Regions from separate parts of the Mus musculus genome. Here region 2 is linked to region 1. Evidence: chromatin contacts called from public HiChIP or PLAC-seq data. All regions are on one chromosome and are shown on one strand. The core of a region is the stretch at or near the end of the contact, and the rest is flanking DNA. Distances in the headings are between cores, read along the strand shown. Region 1 holds the start of Prrt2 (proline-rich transmembrane protein 2). Region 2 has its middle 4.1 kb from the start of Gm51457.

Region 1 (7,656 bases), core at 2,330-4,829:
TTCTCTCTCTTTTTGCCTCTTCACTCCATTTTCACATTTCTCCTTCAAGGCCTGGTCATCTCACGCCCATTTCCTACAGATCAAAGACCCCCGAGACTCTGATCCCCTTATCTTGCTCCCTTCTCTCTACTCCCCGAAGCTTTAACTCTCCTGTGACCCCACACCCTCCCCCAGAAATGTGAGGCAGCTTTTGCTACGAAGGATCGCCTCCGAGCGCACACAGTCCGACACGAGGAGAAGGTGCCATGTCATGTCTGTGGCAAGATGCTGAGCTCGGCTTATATTTCCGACCACATGAAGGTGCACAGCCAGGGCCCTCACCATGTCTGTGAGCTCTGCAACAAAGGTACATGCTAAGGGGTGCCAGGAGGGCAGGGACTAAAAAGGGGGGCACAGAGCTGTTGGGTTTTTTTTCACCGATGTGGGTCAAGGGTGCTGCAGCTAAGAGCTTGTGGCGAGTAGAGAGAACTCTTTAAGGGGCAAGTACAACAGCATTGGAAACACCACCACTAAATTATGTGCCATGGTTCACAGGAGACCGTCTACCAGAAATTCAACCTCATGGGTGTGCTTGGGAGAATGAAGTGGGACGTGGTTACTTTGAGAAAGGAATAGCCAAAAAGCCAGTCCCAAGGGTTTCAACTTAGCAGCCACAAGCTCTTGTCTCCAGCTCCTGGGGCAGGTGGAGTACATCAGCAGGGGTGTGACGAGCATGCACCCTACCCAGTAGCAGAAAGCTGTTTCACTGTGGTTGGTGACTAAAGGAGCTGAGACGGGGGCACTGGAGAGGGGGGGGACACAGCCGTCTCCACTGAGAGTCAAGCCTTTAAAAAGCTAGGTAGCCGTGTCGTGGACGGTCTCTGTAGAGATTAAGGACTAAGTAAGGGCACCACACAAACCAGTCCCCAGCAAGCGTAGGGAAAGGCTATGCTTCTCTGGAGTAGTTGGCCCCAGCCTACCAAGGATGTGGGAGGAGGACAGTGCCATGTGAGGAGGGTGTCCCCAGCCTAGGAGAACAGCCCTGTCTCTGGGGTCTCCACCAGGCTGACCCCAACCCCCCATCCCAACCCCCCCCCCCAATAGGCTTCACCACAGCAGCATACCTGCGCATCCACGCGGTGAAGGACCATGGGCTCCAGGCCCCGCGGGCTGACCGCATCCTGTGTAAGCTGTGCAGCGTGCACTGCAAGACCCCTGCCCAGCTGGCCGGCCACATGCAGACCCATCTGGGGGGGGCCGCCCCTCCTATCCCGGGAGATGCCCCCCAGCCACAGCCTACCTGCTGAGGGGGACCCCTGCACCCACCAGGCAAGGTGTGGGACATGGCTGGGGGGGGCAGCATGGGATGTGTGGGACAAGGGAACTCAAAGGGCCCAATAGGGGATCGCAGGAAGGCCAGGGATGCCAGTCTGTCACTCAGATTAGGGAGCCTTGGGATCCAGAGAGGGCAGTATGGACATGCTCAGTCTGGGTAAGCAGGCAGGCCGAAGCCTCTGGGGACCAGATAGGAAGTAACGGCTGTGTCCCAGGGGAAATAGGGAAATAGTTGAAAAGTCTGGGGTATGGAACATGTTTCTTGCCATTTAGGTTGTGCTGTGATCCTTGGTGTTTCTCCCTATAGGTACTGGTGAGGTTTGTCCAATGGCGGCAGCGGCAGCAGCAGCGGCGGCGGCGGCAGCAGCAGTGGTGGCAGCCCCCCCCACAGCTGTGGGCTCCCTCTCTGGGGCAGAGGGGGTACCAGTGAGCTCTCAGCCACTTCCCTCCCAGCCTTGGTGAGCTCCAAGTTGATGGGGGAGAGGGGAGAGTGGAGGAAAGCTCTTCTTGGTACAGTCTCCTCTTCCCACCAACTCCTCACGACTCTTCATCAACCAAGGAGCCTCCAGACAGAGAGGAGGAAGAAGGAATTCACTAGGTTTTAACAATGTTTCTCCTGCTCCTTTCTTCTCCCTATCAGAGCTGACCCTACAAACACCTGTCCCCTGAGTTGTGTTGAAGTCCCCTGGACAATGAGCAGGGGTGGCAGAGGACAGCAGCAGCCACTGCCCTCACCTTTAACCCCTTGCCTTGCCTCCCAGGGATTTGTGAGCCTTTCCTAGAAGGTCCTGTGCTCTCCTCCTTCTGTCCCCTCCCCTACTGTCTGCTGCCCCTTCCTGGGGAGTTGGTGCTTTCTTTTTTGTTGTTGTTTTTTCCCAGGGGTAGGGAGGAGAGAGGAGGGGAAAGAAGATTCTGTCCCAGAGGAGAGAAAAGGTGGTATTGAGGAGGGGCAGAAGCGGGGAAGGCAGAGGGATACTTGAGTAAGGTTGGGTGGTTAAACCCCAAGCATCCTACTGGAGTGTCTGTCCAGGGAGAAGCCAAGGGGAGCATCAGAAGGAGCCACTGGAGCCAGAGGCAGAACAAGAGAGATGGAATCTTAGGGGGCCAGGGCAAAGGAGGGGAGCCAGGGACAAGAGGTGCTTCCTGGGGGTGGGGGAATGCAGCCACAGTGTCTCCCCCTTCCCTCTTCCACCCCAGCTCCAGCCCTGGTCTTTCTTCCTCTTTCCCATAACAGAAGCTATGGCCCTGGCCATGTCATCGTGTTCCTGTGTCCCTTGCATGTTCCCCACCCTCCCCTCCCTCCTTTTGCGCAGACCCCATTACAATAAATTTTAAATAAAAACTTGTCTCTGAGTTCCTAAGTTATCTTCACCAAGCCCCCTGTTGTGTGTGCTCATGCCTCACCCCTCCCAGGGAGAGGGAGGGGTTCTTTGTTGACCTTGATCTTGGTCCCAACCTTTCCTGCTCTGCAAAGTGGTAGCTTCTCTCTTCTGAGGTACAACCTCTAGCTGCAGTACAACACAAATTTAGGGTAGGGCCAAGAATCCAGAAGTTATGGAGAGCAGATTCCAGGTCTTCAGGGAATACCCAATCTGAACAGGCACAGAATACCCACTGGAGATTAGGGATGCCAAGCTAGTTATTGATGCTGTCCTGTCTACAACCCAGCACCAGGCTGCACATACAGATCCCAGGGTCCATGGTTGACACAGGGTTCAGTAAGCTGCATTCGGGTCCCACTGTGGTGGTCATGGACTGCTTGCCCTGGCCCTTCCTAGCTTGCTGGAATTTCCATTTCTGGGCTTTGCTCAAACCTTTACAAAGACCCTCCCTTAAGCTTCCATCACGCATTGCTGCTGCTGCTTTCCAAGAGTAGGAAGGCTTCAGTTCTGCAGGCTCCCTTCTCTTGAAACCCCACGCAGTTCCCCTGCAGCCACCCCAAACTTAGACCTGTTTGCTTAACCCATCTATGCTGCTCAGGGTGCCTCCACCCAATCCTCACTGGTCCGTCTCTTCGCAGACCTAGGTCTCTGCCAGGATCCCCCGGTGACCGTTGGCGGGAGGGGCCGAGGACTTAGGAAGAAGGGGGTGCCCCACCAGGAGGTGCGCGTGAGAAAGGACAGGGAGGGGGCGAGAAAGGGCAGGGAGGGGGCACGAGTGGTCCCCAGGCCGGTTACCCAGGTAACACGGGGCCTGGCACGAGGTTCTCTTGGGCTATCCGGGAGGGGCAGGAGGCGTGCTAGGGGCGGGGGCGGCGCGGCAGCAGTGGAGCTTAGGGGAGGGGACCAGAGAAGAAGGGCCGAGCAAACCCGGAGGAGAGAGGAGGGGAGACCCGCCACCTCCCTTCATTGCTCACAGACTTGTTCCCTCCCCGGTCTGCGGCTGCTGCAGCAGCAGCGGCGGTGGCGGCGGGACGCAGGAGCAGTCCCGAGGCTGGCAGCGGATGAGACTGGGACCAACTGAGACTGCTGGTAGGTGTGGACGACAGACAGCTGGGTGGCATGAGAATGCAGGTGCCAGGCGAACTAGAGGGTGGTGCTGGGTGCGTCGTACCATCGGGAGAAGATCCCCTCCCCCTCAGCCTCTGCTGAAAGCAACAAGGGAACCCCTAAAAGAAGGGCTAAGAAGGTATGCACAAGATACTGGGTCTTCCCCAAGAATGGGGCTGGAAGGAGGTAGACGGGCATTTGAGCCCAAATGCACAGTAGGAAACCCTGCACTTCTTAGGTGGTGCCCAGAGAGGAGGGAAGGGTACAGAAGGAGCAGACTGTGTGGGGTCCTGGTCAGTCTGCCTGTTGGAGTGCCTGACGCATGCACAGATTTTCATGTTCTGGTGCGCCTTCGAGTTGGAAGCTGAGAGACTGGGTCTTGTTGGGTGTGTTGGATGGATCTAGGAACAGACCCAAGAGCAGTTCTGTTTAGAAAAGGGCTTATCTTCCCATGGCTCTCCAAGCCGACTTTAAAATACTTCTCCACCTTAAAGCAAAGGAAATCCCAACTTTTCCTCCTCTCCCTAGGGACAGTACAGGCTAGCCTTGAAACAGAATCCTAGCCCTCTTGAGCCTGTGGTGATGAGAGACACTCTTCCCTCCTCACCAAGCCTGTCTCCTCCTCTTCCAGGATTTGCTACTGTCACTGTTGTCTCCTCTTCCCCACGGGCCCTCTCCCATCTCGCTTCTCTAAGATGGCAGCCAGCAGCTCTCAGGTCTCTGAGATGAAGGGGGTGGAAGACAGTTCCAAAACCCAGACAGAAGGTCCCAGGCATTCTGAAGAAGGACTAGGTCCTGTCCAGGTTGTAGCAGAGATCCCAGACCAGCCAGAGGCCCTTCAGCCGGGCCCAGGCATCACTGCAGCCCCTGTGGACTCAGGGCCTAAGGCAGAGCTGGCACCAGAAACCACAGAGACCCCAGTTGAAACCCCAGAAACAGTCCAGGCCACAGACCTCAGTTTAAACCCAGAAGAAGGCTCCAAGGCCAGCCCCAGCCCCAGCCCCAGCGAGGCACGCCAAGAGCCAGCATCCAAACCAGATGTGAACAGAGAGACTGCAGCAGAGGAAGGGTCTGAGCCGCAGTCTACAGCCCCTCCTGAGCCAACCTCGGAGCCTGCTTTTCAGATAAACACCCAGTCAGACCCTCAGCCAACTTCCCAGCCTCCTCCTAAACCACCCCTTCAGGCAGAGCCCCCCACCCAAGAGGACCCTACCACAGAGGTCCTGACAGAAAGTACAGGGGAAAAACAAGAAAACGGAGCAGTGGTTCCCCTTCAGGCTGGTGACGGGGAAGAGGGCCCAGCCCCCCAACCTCACTCACCACCCTCAACTAAAACACCCCCAGCCAATGGGGCTCCCCCCCGTGTGCTGCAGAAACTCGTTGAGGAAGACAGAATAGGAAGGGCACACGGTGGGCATCCAGGATCTCCTCGAGGTAGCCTAAGCCGTCATCCCAGCTCCCAGCTGGCAGGGCCTGGGGTGGAAGGGGGCGAAGGCACCCAGAAACCTCGGGACTATATCATCCTTGCCATCCTGTCCTGCTTCTGCCCCATGTGGCCTGTCAACATTGTGGCCTTCGCTTATGCCGTCATGGTGAGCCCCAAGGGACCCTGGCCCAAGTGTACTGTGGCTCTCAGCTTCGTGCCAGTGTCAGCCCAGAGCCCCAGTAATGACACCTTCCCTCACCTCTCTGCATGGATCCCACTTTTCCAATTGCTGGCCCTTTGCTTGTCTCTCCCCAGGACCTAACCTTCCAAGGCACTCCTGCCCGACCCCTTCAAGCGGGAGGGAAACAGATGTGTCATATAATCTTACTGACCTGTACCCTCTTCCTCCTGCGTCCCCAATTCTCCTTCCTTTCTCAACCCCATTGGGCTGACCTTCCTCCTCTGGACTCTCACCTGATCCCTGCTGGGCTGGCTCCTGCTGACCTGGGCCATGATACCTCCAAACCCCTCACCCTCACCCCAGTCCCGGAACAGCCTGCAACAGGGGGACGTGGATGGGGCTCAACGTCTGGGCCGAGTAGCCAAGCTCTTAAGCATCGTGGCGCTGGTTGGGGGGGTCCTCATCATCATCGCCTCCTGCGTCATCAACTTAGGCGGTGAGTGGGGGTCAGGGACAGGAAGGGAGGCGCGGAGGGTTGACCAGGGCAGCTTTACTAACCCCTGACCCTGCTCTCTCCTGTCTGTCCTCCCTATGCCTTTGTCTCTTCCTGTCTCCTTCCCTGTCTGTCTTTCCCTCTCCTCTCCCACAGTGTATAAGTGAGGGGCTCTGCCCTGCATTCCAAGACTTTTCTTCCTGTTGGGAGCTGTCTTGGGTCCATCCCTGTCCTGGGAGAATCCCAGTCCATGGCCCTGGCCCCCATCTCTAGGGACCAAGGGAGCCTGAGCGGCCTTGTTTACAGCTTCTTTCCCCCTGCATCCTGCCAGGCTCCTCTGCCAGCCATAGGCTTCCTTTCTCCCTGCACTTTTGCCTGCAGACCCCCACCCCACTCCTGCCTCTTGACCTCCCTAACCCTGCACTCTGAAAACCTCTCTGCACTTCTGGAAGCCTTCCTGAACATCTAAATTGTACTCTGCACCTCTGCATCTCTCCCAGCCTCCCTGCACTTCTTCCTGCCTCTGGAATCCTCTGAACCTTATCCCTGGCCTCCCAACGTTCATTGTCTTGGTATCTAACCCATCCCGTTCTCCCCTTCCTTAACACCGTTTTTCCCCTTGCCACGTCCCCTGACCCTTTCTCCCTTTTCATCTCCCCCTTAGCGTCTTCACCCTCCTGCCAACACTTAGTCTGCAAAAACTGCAGTACTTAGGTCAGGCTGAGGGAAGAAGGATGGTGTGGGGAGAGGAGCCTAGCTGGGGGCTCTGACTGTTCTCTACTGGGGACCACCCAGGCCCAGACCATACCCTACCCCTACCCCTAAGGTGCCTATTGGGTCCCAAAGCTGGCAAGTGAGTCCTCACCTGGGGGACCTTCTGAGAGTCCTTATTCTGAACATCCAGGGGAGGAAGGGGCATAGCTGCGCCTGAAGAGTCAGCCTGAATTGATCTGCCCGTTTGGGCTTTTTAACCTCAGAGTTTCTTGTTTGAAGGTCTATTTATGTGCTTTGTAAACAGTAGAATTCAAAACAAAACAAACAAACAAAAACAGGACCAAAGTTCCCAGCTGCAGGGAGCAAGGGAAGGGTGGGGGAGCTCTGTAATTATTCTCTAAGAGGATGAGGGAGGTTTGTTGCACGCGACAGCCCTCTGAGGAGGCAGAGAGCCAGCTGCGATGCATTTCAGAGTTGGCGGGGTTTTTTGTTTGTTTCCTTTCTTTTTTAAAAAAAAAAAAAAAAGTTGGGGGAAAACTAAAATTCCTTTTCAAAAAATAAAACTGAGTCTCCCTTTTTGTATGCTGAATGCTGCATGAGTCTTAAACACTAATAAACAGAGAATGCATGAGACTGGCCTCAGTTGGTCCCTGTGTTTGCAGAGTCAAGGTACTGCTTTCTGGCAGGCCCTACTGAACGGAATACGCATGCGCTGCCGCAGTGGCCATCTTTAGTATGGGCCGAGGTTAATGAGTCCTAAGGGCCAAATTGCGCATGCGCAAGTCTTCTCTTTCCTCTTCCAAGTAGCTTTGACTACCGCGGAGCCTCCGCGCGCCATTTCTCTGCGCCTGCGTACTGAGATGCTGCGCAGCCTGGGAGGCGGGTTTTAGCTCCAGGTTTGTACCGCTGCTGAGTAGACGCGAACTAGGTTTGCCCGGTCTAAAAAGATGACTTCCATCCCGGTGATGGAGAAGGCGATGTGAAAGCGAGAAAACAGGCCCTTCCCTTTCCAGCTCCGAGCGTGTTTCCTGCGGGTCCC
Region 2 (7,656 bases), core at 3,284-5,783, 51 kb before region 1:
CTGCTCCGTGAGACTCAGGTCAGGACAAAAGGCGCACGGAGCCCGAGGACACCCGAGGGTCTCTCATCTCCTGGTGGTGCGTTCGCAGCTGTGGCTAATACTTTCTTATGTTTTAGTTTGTATTGACTTTTGTTTTGCTGGTGTTCTGAGATAGAATTTCAATATGTAGTTTGCTAAGCTCCCTATTAGTAGTTTTTAGTCAGCTTGGTCTGTCTCCAAAAGCAAAACCCAGCAGACCATAAGCTTGGTGGGAAGCTCAAAGGTTGAGAGCCCGCTGGCATTACTGGACCCTGTTGCGCTGTCTCGCTAATGGATGTGGTGTCTTCTGAATAATTAACTTTGTACATGGAGAGTGTTGCTTCCTTCCAGTGTTGGCCATGAAGGGCTCTCTCTGCAGTGGTCAGCGGTTAGTGCAGAGACTCATAACTAAAGCACTGACAGTAAGTGACTGTTTAGCGCTAAACCACACCCTCCTCCCAGGCTCTGGAATCTTGGCAGGGAGAGGTAAAAAAAAATGTAAGAGATTTCAGGGTGGCAGGGTGGGAAGGCAGGCTGTGAGACACTGTCTTCTGGATTGACAAGACTGTTGCATTCCTAAACTCAGACCAGCAGTAGTTATCTGTACAAGACTGTACGAGACTGGATTCCTTCATCCCACCATGGACGGGGGGAGGGGTCCACGAGGCCCCACCCCTCTCTTAGAAACTATAGGCTGTTAGTGGTAGCTGAGGGCTGGGGAGCTCTAATTTCAATGATATCCATTGGTAAATTGCCCCTGCTTGAGTCAATAATTCCCAACTCCCTTCCCACGCTCATACAGGGAACCCTAATTGAATGTGTCAAGGGCTCTGGGTTTGATGGGAGAAGTGAGTAAGAAAGAATAGGCCATGCATAGTGGCTCACATCTTTAATCCTAGCAGTTGGGAGGCATAGCGGGTGGATCTCTGAGCTTTTTGGGCCATCCTGGTCTACATAGAATGTTCTAGGACAGCCAGAGCTACAGAGGGAGATTCAGTTTCAAAAACCAAACAGAAAGAAAGAATAATGGGAGCTGGATGTGGTATACACACCTTTAATCTGAGCACTTCAAGGGAGGGCAGGCCGATCTCTGTGAGTTCAAAACCAGCCTGGTCAACATAAGCAGCTCTAGGCTCTAGGGCTATGTAGCGAGCCCCTGGGTAATCTGTTTACTTTCTGCCTCTTTGGATTTGCCTATGCTGGGCATTCTGTATAAATGGACTCATATGCTACACAATCCTTTAACGGTGGCCCTTTTCATGGGACAAAATCTTTTCAGGGTTCATTCATTCTGTAGTATGCATGAGTGTTTCCTTCCATTTCATTCCTTTATGTGTTTGTGTTTCTCTCTGTGTATCTGTGTGTGTGCCTGCATGCGTGTATGCACCTCTAAGTGCAGGTACTCACAGAGGCCAGAAGAGGGCATCTGATCCTCTGGACCTAGAGTGACAAAGCTGGTTGTGAGCTAGCCGGGTTGGTCCTGGGAGCCAAACTCAGGTCCTCTGGAAAAGCAGAACATGCCTTTAACCACTGGTCCATTTCTGCAGTCCCATTTTATTCCTTTTTATTTTTATAGGATATTCTATATATGCTCCATTTTGTTCATCTAGCCACTGTTTGATGGACACATGAGCTATCGCACTTCCTGGCTCTCATGAGCACTGCAGTGAAAATCCATGTGCATATCTTTGTGTGAATGTGTTTCCAGTTTATCTTGCTGTGAGGGTTTGAATGATAACAGCCCTTATATGTTGGAATACTTGGACCACAGCTGGTAAATCTGTTTGAACAGAATAATGAAGTGTGGCCTTATTGAAGAAGATGTGTCACTGGGGGTGGACTTGGAGGTTTCAAAAGCCCACGCTACTTCTAGCTAGCTCTCTCTGCCTCCTACTTGTAGATTGGATGTAAGTTCTTAGTTCCTACTGCAGTGCCCTTCATGCCTGCCTGCTGCCATGCTCCTCACCATGATGGTGATGGACTCAGCCTCTGAAACTCTAAACCCCCTATTAACTACTTCTTCTATAAGTTTCCTTGGTCATGGTGCCTCTTCAGAGCAATAGAGAAGTAACTAAGACACTTGGTCCATTCCTGGGAGGAGATCTGCTTGGCTCCATGGGGACTGTGAGGAATGGTGGGTGAGAACATTTATAACAATTAGGCTCATCTAGTTCCAACTCTGTACTCAGAACTCATCCTTCCCATCAATGACAGTTCCCACATGTCCCCAGCCCCAAAGTGTGGAGACCACCAGACTCAAGCAAGAAGAGATTGACAGCAGGTGGGGAGTGGGGACGTAAGGTGACAAGGAAATCCCTCATCAAGTCTCTGGATCCCTGCTTGCTCAGACCTCCTATTATGGCTAAATCTTGAACATTTCTCCTCCTTTTTCATTCATTTACTTTCTGTCTGTTTGATCCTCTTGTTTGTTTGTTTTTGTTTTGTATATATTTAGGGACATGGTCTTATCTAGCCCAGACTAACCTTGAACTCATTCAAGGTCAGCTCAAGGTCATCTGAAAATGACTTTGAACCCCTGATCTTCCTGCCTCTACCTCCCAAGTGCTGCAATTATAGGTGTGCATGTGCCTGGATCTGACTTACAATTCCATTGTGGATATCCAGCTTCTACCAAGCTCATTTCTCTGCTGAGGATGGTGTGCCTGGGCCTCACTACACGTCCCTAATGATGGGATACAGAAACGTAATATAAGGGAGATGGGTTGTGGTTCAGACAGCAACATGAGCCAAAGCTAAGACCGTCAAACACACGTAGGTGGAAAGTGTTTTGCATTTCAAATATTTAGCTTCAGCACACAAAAGAAAATGGGGCCAACCATGAGTTCTTCCTGTGTATATAGAAGTCGGTACAGCCCTGGCATCTTCTGAAAGACACAACTTTATGGTGAGAATCAGGGAAGGCAGGCTCACACTGAAGCATGCAAGCCGGAGGCTGCCACATCTTATCTTATAGTTGGAGACTTAGGTGTGAAGGGATCCAGCGGTTCGTCTGGGATGGGCATTATCCCATATCACCTGCCACGGTCTTGGTTTTAGAACTGAGCCCTTTGATCTTGAGAAAACTTAAAAAAAAAATGCCATACATCTAGCAAGTGCCAGAGCAGAAAGGGAACCCAGACCCCCTCTGCTGAGTCAATTCCTTTCAAACCTGCCAATCACCGGAAACATTTGGGTCTTCTATAAGAGAGTCCAGGCACTCCTATATTTTCTTACCCTAATCTCTGAAGTAATGACTAGCCCAGCAAATAGCTCCAGCCCTGTCCTTGGAATAAAGCCAGGGCTGAGCTCTAGGGAGTTCTGTCACTACACAGTGTCTGTCTTGTTATCCTCCAGGGTTGTCTTAAACTGGTCATCAAGTCCCTAGGTTTTGAGCCTGCTGGCCCATTGTGCCGACACCCCCTTCCCCTGGAGCTCATGAGCTAGGTGGAGCTGTCACGCATGACCCACCTTCTCCGACTCTACTCTGCTTCCTCTAAAATTGACCTGACAGTGAATTGTTCCTGACTTTCACTCTAGGATGGGCCACACTTATCCTTCAGCCACATCTTCCTTGTACATTCTCCGCAGTGGACCATTACACCATTTTCCTTTGTCTTCCTGCCAGGTGAGGACAGGGTCTCTGGATGCTCCACAGCAGGAAGCCGACACTCCTGCTAGCAGCTGGAACCAAGTGTGAGTCTATGAGCCTAACAATTTTCTAGGCGTACCTATAGATTTTATTCAATCCTGTAAAGTGCAACTAACTCGTCCTTTAACCAGAGCCTCGTGCATAGTAGGCACACACCATTGAGCAAAACCCTCAGCCTATGTCCTTCTTTTACTAATACAAAAAAACAGGTGACACTTTTAACAACCAGCCCCAAGTGACAGAACTGGCCTTCAGCCTACATTTTTCTGTCTTGATTTACTCTCATCTGGCTCTAAGGCCAGACTCCAGGAGGCCCTCGGCAGGGAGAAGAGTTAGACCCGCATGTGTCAGGAGGGCTAAAGAGGAGGCAACAGAGCAGAGCCAGTGAGGTTACAGAAGCAATTTTTACAATCCATGTAGATCCCAGAGGAAAGAGGGCCAATGGGAAGGCACAGCATGGCGACCAACCACTGGCAGAGATCCATGCACTAACGCCTTGCTTGCAGCCTATGGTGTTAGCCATGCAGAGTTTCTGGGGATTGCTAAGTGCTGGGTTTAGTGCAAGCAGGCAAACATTCCAGGAGGTGCCGCAGCAACTGAGATGGTCACTGTGGTATCTGCAGACTATTCGAAGTGAGAGGGTCTGTGGGGGAAATCAGATAGGGGGTGGACACCAAGAGGCAAGAATCTGGATTAATCAAACTGAGAAACTGGCATGGGGAGGAGCACAGGGCAGCACCAGGATGGAAAGGCCTGCTCCTAAAGAGGAAGCTAAACACATTCAAAGTGGATGGTGAGACGGAAGACCATAGGACATCCATTCTGACGTGAGGCTGAAATTCTTTAACTCTACGATCTGGCATCTGTGAACACCCTTCCCTGGCCACAGGCAGAGTTAGCCCCATGCTGTGTCTGGCTGTGCCTGAGCAGGTCCCTGTGCTGTGAAGAGTTCTCCCTTAGTGTCTGCCCTTTGGGAACCTGAGACCTCCTGGGCAGGAGACACTGACTCCACACGTCCATCTTCCAGAGCTGTCAGCCTCGAGTTCAGGCTGCTTTTGCCTGTGTGGTTGGCTCTGTGGTTTCTTGAGCTTTGGGTCATTATTTTTTTTTTCTAAAGTGAATGGGCAGACAAAAGCAGAGAGAGGGCTTGAGAGGTGCACAGTGGTAAGAGGACAGTGTGCATTGTGTTTGTTACAGAGTAAAGTGGGGTACCCTCTACCGAGGAGGGTGGACTGTGGCCAAAAGGACATTGCAAAGAAAAAACACCCTTGATGTGTGTCACCGTGCAGTGAGGGAGCTTGTGGGGGCTACAACCTGCCACCTCTGCTAAAGCAAACAGGGAGACAAAGATTACTGGGTGAGATGGTTTATTCTAGTCCAGGTCCTTTTCTGAGGGGGGTTTTCCTATCTAGGTGACTGACAGACCTTATTAGATGAACTCTTTAGAAAATTATTCAGGCTTGTATGCTACGCCTATGCTAGGAGCTTGACAGAGCTTGATTGGCTTAGACTAGGGGTATAATTCAGTGAAGGAATGCCATGCATGCGTGTGCACACAGGCATGCACACACAAGGTTAATCTGGTTAACAGAAACTGGAGCTTGCTAGGTCTCACAGTGGGTAAGGACTGCATCCCATGTCTCTTTATAATACAGTGTCCATGAGATGCTCCCACCCACTTCAAGCTTGACAGTTTGACCAGAGCGAGAATCTTGAAGAAAAGACACAGACCTGGGAAAGGCCAAGGATGATGGCTGAACAGAAGTCTCAGTAGCACATGCCAGCCCCAAGGCACTGCCTCGCCTATTCATTCAACAATCCTTTATGGCATGGCTATGCTGGGCCAGGTGTGATGCCTTAGCTCATGTTGGCAATGAAGAGATGAATCAGTATGAGTAACCTGCCTAGAATGAGTTTAGTTTAGTGGAGGGGGCCTCTATGCAAACAGATAAATTACAGTGCAGGGCAATTAGAGTCATAGTAGAGAAATATGAGAGTACAAGGAATGTATTTAAAGTAAAGGTGCCAAGAAGGAAGTGGAGGAAACCAGCTGGGGACAGGGTGCTGAGCACCCTGGAGAGCACCAGGAGGACTGAACCCAGGGTGTCTGAGGTAGCTGGATTTCGAATAAGCAAAGAGTGAGGTGAAAACCTGTAGACAGCCACACGCTGAGCTGTGGAGAACAGGAGATGAGACAGGGTGGCCCCTCTTCAGCCTGGTGAGGCCACTTTTGCTTGCTAGAGTCCTGTATCCATTGGAGCAGTTGAAGAAAGCAGTGTTGGGTTTGTTTGGCAAGACTCTGATGCCTTGTCTGCCAGCTCTGTTAAAAGGGAAGTAGAGAGGATTTTCCCTAAACAGGTAGCAGAGCTCTCATTGTTTGGCAACACATTTACTTGGGTTTTCTTATGTAAGGTTTTGTTTTGAGATAGGGTCTTAGTCTGGCCTAGAACTCCCTATATATTCCAGGCTGGCCTCAAACTCACAGAGATCCACCTGCCTCTGCCTTCTGAGTGCTGGGATTAAATTGTGAGCCAGCTGCTCACATGCCTGCAGCCTCCTCTCTTACTACATAGGATGAGCAATCCGTTTATTTATATGAGCTACGGATGGCGACTTACTTTCTGGGATTTGATCTTGCTCACACAGAACTCCAGCCCCTTGCTCTCTAGCACATAGCTTTTTTTTTCATTTTCAAAATATATTTATTATAATTAATGTTCTTTAAAATTTAGGTGTGCAAAAGAGAGTGATCAAATCTGTTTTATTGAAGTTGCCTCTGATCATTGTTTTGTGACTGTAGATTTTGAGTTCCATTTTTTTTTCATTAGGTATTTTCCTCATTTACATTTCCAATGCTATCCCAAAAGTCCCCCATGCCCTCCCCCCAACCCCCCTACCCACCCACTCCCACTTTTTGGCCCTGGTATTCCCCTGTACTGGGGAATATAAAGTTTGCAAGTCCAATGGGCCTCTCTTTCCAGTGATGGCCAACTAGGCCATCTTTTGATACATATGCAGCTAGAGTCAAAAGCTCCGGGGTACTGGTTAGTTCATAATGTTGTTCCACCTATAGGGTTAGCACATAGCTTTTGCTCTACCGCATGGCCCAGTCAGAGTCCCAAGCAAAGTCCTCACATGCAATCTCAGGCACAGGATTCTTTGTATTGCCTCCTGGAACTCAGCCTTTGTGTGTGCTCTGAGGGTGATCTCAGCGTTGGCAGCAGGTTGTCCCAGCTTACACTTCTTCTTGCCCCTGTCCTATGGCACTGTGTCAGTGTTCTTGAGAGGTGCCCATTGATTGTCACTGACTGGAAAGAGCCTCTCTCTATTTAAAAAGATCTATATTCATTTATGGGCATGTGTTTTTATGTATGACACATGTGTGAGACTGCCCATGGGGACCAGAATAGGGCATCAGACCCCGGGGATCTGAAGTTGCAGTTGGGAGCCACCTGATATGGGTGCTGGGAACGAATCTCTGGGTCCTGTGGAAAAGCAGTCAATGCTCTTAACTGCTGGCGGGTCTCTCCAGCCTCGTGTTTGGCTTCATTCAACCCTGACTGGCCTTAACTGTGCTCCATAGCTGAGCGTCTTAGGGTTTCATTGCTGTGAGTAGACACCATGACTAAGGCAACTCTTATAAAAGACAACATTTAACTGGGGCTATCTTACAGTCTCAGAGTTTCAGTCCATTATCATCAATGCAGGAAGCATGGCAGCGTCCAGGCAGCTGTGGTGATGGAGAAGGAGGTCTTCCAAAGGCAAAGACTGAGTTCCAGGAAGCTAGGAGAAGGATCTCAAAACCTACCTTCACAGTGACACACTTCCTCCAACAAAGTCATACCTACTCCAAAAAGGCCACATTTCCTAATATGCCACTCCCTGGGCCACTACATTCTACTCCCTGATCCCATAATCTTCTTCAAACACACAAGTCTATGGGGGCCAGACTTAGCCAAAGCATAATAAAAAATACATTTAGTCCAACT

Evidence for each region. HiChIP or PLAC-seq counts read pairs in DNA pulled down with a chosen protein or histone mark.
Region 2: an H3K4me3 HiChIP or PLAC-seq map of the SCID.adh cell line shows a contact between it and region 1, with 12 read pairs. The contact joins the enhancer-like site here to the promoter of Prrt2 in region 1. A contact is called at or near these places in 4 of 39 promoter capture datasets (the HPC-7 cell line, embryonic stem cells, neural stem cells and 1 more), 1 of 15 datasets of contacts at CTCF or cohesin (pro-B cells), 19 of 484 Hi-C or Micro-C datasets (8-cell embryo, B cells, CD4 T cells and 14 more), 11 of 115 datasets of contacts at active chromatin or transcription factors (the HPC-7 cell line, the SCID.adh cell line, bone marrow-derived macrophages and 6 more) and 4 of 9 other capture datasets (adipose tissue, embryonic stem cells, liver and 1 more).

What each region holds. Positions count from the first base shown.
Region 1 is chr7:127,017,134-127,024,789 of GRCm38.p6, reverse strand. It overlaps Prrt2 (proline-rich transmembrane protein 2), which reads left to right and starts at 3,579. Exons shown (of 4, transcript NM_001102563.1): 1 at 3,579-3,785; 2 at 4,435-5,395; 3 at 5,774-5,906; 4 at 6,060-7,248. The coding sequence starts at 4,499. The coding sequence ends at 6,070. Maz (MYC-associated zinc finger protein (purine-binding transcription factor)) reads left to right here. Exons shown (of 5, transcript NM_010772.1): 4 at 175-346; 5 at 1,622-2,656. The coding sequence ends at 1,776. Pagr1a (PAXIP1 associated glutamate rich protein 1A) reads left to right here and starts at 7,438. Exons shown (of 3, transcript NM_030240.1): 1 at 7,438-7,656.
Region 2 is chr7:127,069,083-127,076,738 of GRCm38.p6, reverse strand. No RefSeq gene overlaps it. Among named protein-coding and RNA genes, the nearest start is that of Gm51457, 4.1 kb to the left of the region's middle. Within about 2 kb of position 4,533, at least 17 of the 459 cell types and tissues checked have an H3K27ac peak or open chromatin away from gene starts, as enhancers often do. A contact at or near this core is called in the MNK3 cell line and the SCID.adh cell line, where this site is marked.